Regions from separate parts of the Gossypium arboreum genome. Here region 1 is linked to region 2. A link is a contact called in public Hi-C data. All regions are on one chromosome and are shown on one strand. The core of a region is the stretch at or near the end of the contact, and the rest is flanking DNA. Distances in the headings are between cores, read along the strand shown. Region 1 holds the start of LOC108449915 (UDP-glycosyltransferase 76B1-like). Region 2 has its middle 9.8 kb from the start of LOC128293013.

Evidence for each region. Hi-C and Micro-C count contacts between places; a contact is called where the count stands out from the background.
Region 1: a Hi-C map of leaf shows a contact between it and region 2, with 3 times the contacts expected there. The contact joins the promoter of LOC108449915 here to the enhancer-like site in region 2. A contact is called at or near these places in 2 of 5 Hi-C or Micro-C datasets (both in leaf).

What each region holds. Positions count from the first base shown.
Region 1 is chr5:40,434,891-40,437,590 of ASM2569848v2, forward strand. It overlaps LOC108449915 (UDP-glycosyltransferase 76B1-like), which reads left to right and starts at 1,319. Exons shown (of 2, transcript XM_017747296.2): 1 at 1,319-1,865; 2 at 1,948-2,700. The coding sequence starts at 1,379.
Region 2 is chr5:40,242,283-40,244,982 of ASM2569848v2, forward strand. No RefSeq gene overlaps it. Among protein-coding and RNA genes, the nearest start is that of LOC128293013, 9.8 kb to the right of the region's middle. Within about 2 kb of position 1,274, at least 2 of the 2 cell types and tissues checked have an H3K27ac peak or open chromatin away from gene starts, as enhancers often do. A contact at or near this core is called in leaf, where this site is marked.

The DNA.
Region 1 (2,700 bases), core at 69-2,568, 190 kb after region 2:
CTATTAATTGATACAACTTTTCATTTCATTTTCTAACTTTCACTTCTTTAAATTATTTTTCACTGTCACATATGTGCATTCAACTTCTCATTAGTTGTTTACCCTTTAAAACCTTTTTTTTATGTTTATTTTCTGATTTAACATTTAAAAATTCAAATTTTATTTTAACATTTATATTATATAATGAAATCATATTTACATATTTTGTAGTACAAATTAACGTGAGTTTCAAATTGATTGGCATAAAATTTAGAAATCCATCTCTCTTTTGTAAACTCTTTCTCCTTCCTTTTATTGTAATATAATTATTCACTTGTATACAAAATATTTTTATAATACATTCTTATTAAAATACTTGGAATATGCTATAACTATATAAAAACTTTTGAAAAATACTAATAAACTCAAAATCTATATAGAACGCATTTCATGATTAACTGTGTACTTCTTTTTAAGCATCCACAATGAGGAAATTAATTACTATTACCGACATGAAAACTTGGTTTCGAGCAAAAAAAAATTTATACGGAACCACTTCCATATTAACATGTATTATAAGATAATTATTTGATACACACAAAAGTCAAATTTTTTAAAAGCTGAACATGGCTTTAAATTATATTTTTTCTTTATCTATCTTTAAATAAAGAAATGGAACATGATACAATTAACGGTAAAAGTACCATGAAAGTTTCTATACTAAGAGTCAGATTGCATTTTGCCCCCTACTAAAAAAAAGGTTTTTTTACCTATATAATACAAATAAAAAAATTAAATACTGAAAAGTTTCTATATAATACCATTATTAAAAAATTTGTATTATATAGCTAAAAAAAAAGCCACTAAAAAAATATGCAAAGTAGTCCTTGTACGTTAGATCAATGAGCATTGAACTTTCTTTTAAAAATTTCATCTAATTCTACTATTAAAAATTGATTTTTATACCTCAATATGAGGCACATATAGTGCGTCACATGTCACTGTCTGGTTATTCCATCAACCACGATAATTTTTAACAATATAAATAGATAGAAGAACCAATTTATTCTTTGACGTAACATGTATAAATTAATTTACTCTCATCTTTAATAGAGACAACAAAATTAAATTTAACTTTTAATAAAATAAGTATATTGAATAATAATTTACTTATTAATACCAAATCAAACTAACCGTTACGAACAAGTTTGATTCCTTTTGGCTTCCTAGTTAGCTTCATATATTTGTCCTTGACAGATAAGACAGATTAAAATAATTCATTTATTGGAAAATCAATATAGTCATCATCATATATGTCATCAAACAATATGTGTCAATATATATATAGTGTGTGTGTATAACATATTATAGAGATTGGAATCAAGAGAAATAGTTTGAGATGAAACTGAAGGGTCGTGGATCAGTGATACTGTTTCCTTTGCCGTTTCAAGGCCATATAAATCCCATGCTTCAGCTTGCAAACATCCTCCATGAAAGAGGTTTTTCCATTTCCATAATCCACACTCGCTTCAATTCTCCTAACCCTTTAAACTACCCTCTTTTCAGATTCTACCCCATTCCCGATGGATTATCTGAAAACCATGTCATTTCTTCAGATCCTAATCGTATTGTGGCCTTCGTTAAGTTCCTCAACTCCAATTGCCAAACCCCATTTCGCGTTTGCTTGGCTAAGTTGATCTCCACCAGTTTGGAAGATGAAGATCCCACTGCGTGCTTGGTTACTGATGCTTTGTGGTACTCCACACAAGCTGTCGCTGATGACCTTAAGCTTCCTAGGATTGTGTTAAGGACCAGTAATGTCTCGTCATTTATTGTTTTGTCCTCCATGTCATTGCTGTTCGAAAAGGGTTACCTTCCGTTGCAAGGTACGCATAGATCATTTGTTGTTTACTCTCCATTTCTGCAATAAAAAGGTTTACTGAAATGCTGCATCTTATTGGTTGTCAGATTCTGTGGCAGAAATGGAAGTCCCAGAGCTTCCACAATTCAGATTCAAAGACATAGCAATGCTGGAAGCAAGTGATAGGGAAAGCTTTCTTCAATTCATTGAGATACTAGTTCAAGAAACCAAGGCTTCTTCAGGGATTATATTGAACTCATGTGAAGATCTTGAGCAAGAATTTCTATCAAAACTTTCGTTGTTATTTCCCATCCCAGTTTTTCTCATAGGTCCTTTCCACAAGTATTTTCCAGCTTCATCCAGTAGTTTACTGCCTCAAGACAGGACCTGCATATCATGGCTAGACAAACAACAACCCAACTCAGTGATTTATGTTAGCTTCGGAAGCGTAGCGGCTATAGAAGAGGCTGACTTCTTGGAGGTAGCTTGGGGACTGGCCAACAGCATGCAGCCCTTTTTGTGGGTGGTTCGACCGGGGTTGGTCCAGGGCTCCGAATGGCTTGAAATTTTACCAAATGGGTACTTAGAAATGGTAGGGGAAAGAGCCCACATAGTTAAATGGGCTCCCCAACAGGAAGTTCTAGCTCACCCTTCAACGGGAGCATTTTGGACACACTGTGGGTGGAATTCAACACTGGAGAGCTTATGTGAAGGGGTCCCCATGATCTGTCAGCCATCTTTTGGTGACCAGAAGACAGACTCAAGATTTGTAAGCCATGTATGGAGGGTTGGGGTTCATTTGGAATTCAAGATAGAGAGAGGGGAGATTGAGAGGGCAATCAGGAGATTAATGGTGGAAC
Region 2 (2,700 bases), core at 24-2,523:
AATTTTACTTTTTATTTCTTTAATAATGCAACTAATAAGTGGTAGTAAGAGTTGCGAGTGCATTTTTTCGGATTAAGTCGGAATTTTAGAATTATTATTGTTAAAAAATTTTATTTAAATATATTTTAGTTTGAACCAAATTAATCTCATATCACAAATTAATGATAATATTTGTGATCTTATAAAAGGAATTGTAGCTTTAATAGGCCAATTTGCACGTACCCAAGTGCTTGCAAACTATTATAAAATAAAAAATCATACATAAATACTGAGATTTAAAATCATACAAATTATTATAATTTATTTTAGGGTTGAATAAGTCTTTCCTCTCATTCGAGAACCTTCTTATATATGCATAAACTTTTGTTTTACAAGGATTATATTAAATTAGTCCTTTTATTATTGAATAGATAAATTTAGTTTTTGTATTATTTAAAAAATCAAATAATGTCACATTAAAATAGAATTAATATTTATTTTATAAAAATATCATTTACTATTTAACAGAGATAATATATTTTAAGTATTTACAGTTTTGTAAATAAAATTTTTTGTTTGGAATTAAACTGTAATTGAAAAAATATTTTTAATGTTAATTATATTACAATTTAGATTTATTTAATTATTTTTAATAAGTATAAAAACTAAATTAATCTATTTAACAATTGAGAGAACTTTAACCTAAATTCAGCTATAAGCTGGTTTCCTAAATTAGACGTTTGTGCTACCAAAGACGCAAACTATTCTTTTACAAGTCATAACTTAATTCCTAACTCAATTAGATAATTAGTTCTAGCCAAGGCTTAGGCGAACTTGAGTAGTCCATTAACCTTATAAAGTTGCTTTTAATTAATATATTTTTAATTCTATTAATTTTTTTCATTCAAAAAAATCCAATTACAAAAGCGGTTTTTTTTTGAAGAAATTCGACTAGCTTTTATTAATAATAAGAAATAGAAAGACACATTGAGCCACAAACTGGGCTTAGTCCTACCGAGCTTAAGTGTGTCTTCAGCCCGCATACTTACGAAAATCGAAACAAATTAAAAAAAAAAAAACAGCTTTGAGAAAACAAAACAATAAGCACTGCAAAAAGGAAACCTAAATAATTAATGCTAGTCGACTCAATAACAGCTGGACTCCGCTTTCCATAGTCTTGTCCCATCGTCTGTCCCGTCTGTTCATATGTTAGCCGTTTCATATATGCATTATCTGCTACCCACATCATTTCCTTCTTCACATTAGACCCTTCAATCTGGATCCCTTCTCCACCGCCCCTTCGTGAATTCGTCTCTCCCTCACACCAGGTATGTTTTCTTCCTCTTTCTTTAGTGCTTCTTTTGTAATCTTATGAGCAAAAATATTTTATGTTTGTTAGGATTTCGACCCGATTAAGCAACGAACAAAAAAATAGCGGAATAAATTGAGAAATTAAATACACAAATTTAACATGGAAAAACCCCTCCAAAAAGGATAAAAAATCACGGGTAAAGATAATTTTACTATAATGACAAAAGAACGAAGAGTACAAAAGATGGAGATTAAGACTAAACCCCGAAAACCCGAAAACAAAGAACCTCAAAACGTAAACACAAAATTCTCTAAATGTGTTATGAGTTCTAATCTCTAATGAGTGTATTTTTCTAAGGTTGTAAAAGAGCCTATTTATAGGCTAAATTTATAGGTCAAATAATAATAAAATAATCTAAACTAATCAGTGTTTGATTGAAATAAGTAAACAAAGTTTAACTGAAAGATTATTTCTCAAATTTAACTGAAAATAGGAGTCATATTTAACAAATCTCCACATTGACTCATATTTCCACAACGCCATCTTTACCAAAGCTCGCCACGAGCCTATCTTGAACTATGCAGGGAATTAACTGAGTCGAATTTGTGCTTAGAAACTGGAAGACTTCTAGCCTTCGACTTGTACATTGCCAAATAAAAACTAACCCGAGTTTGATTTTCACGAACACAGTGCCTTAACTTTCCAAAACCTGCATCCAAAAGAGAACCTCTCTTCAACGAAATAGTCATATCTTTTTCCCTCCTATAACCAAGTTGCCTCCGCTCCAAACAAGTTGACTTCAACTCCGTAACGGACGAGGGATGTCCGATTTCACCGGTCACTGTATAACCTTCCAGAATATAAAGACTGTCGGTTCTTTTACCTTTTAACAAAACGAGAGCTCCACGAGATACTTTAATGCCGCTCTACTCAATGTTGATTTTGCATCCTTTCAAGTCTAAAATACTTAAAGAGATGAGATTCTTTCGTAAATCAGGTACATTCCTGACATTTGAGAGTGTCCTAATCGTCCCATTTGCATCTTAATTTTAACAGTACCAATACCAATTACCTTACTAGATGAATCGTTTCTCATGCGCACAACTCCACCTTCAATCAAATTGTATGTGGAGAACCATTCTCTATTGGGACACATGTGGAAAGAACATCCTGAATCTAGGATCTACTCGGACGTGAGCTTGGTGTTATCGCTTGTTGACACTAACAAGAAATCATCACCGCTTTCATCGGCCAAATTAGCACTAGCTACATCTTCCTCGTTACGCTCAGCAGCTCTTTTATTTCACAGTTTATAACAATTTGCTTTGACGTGACCTAACTTTTTACAATAGCGATACCTTTTGTCTCGTTTCTTTGATGCTACCAAAATGGAAGGTTGCCTATCTGCC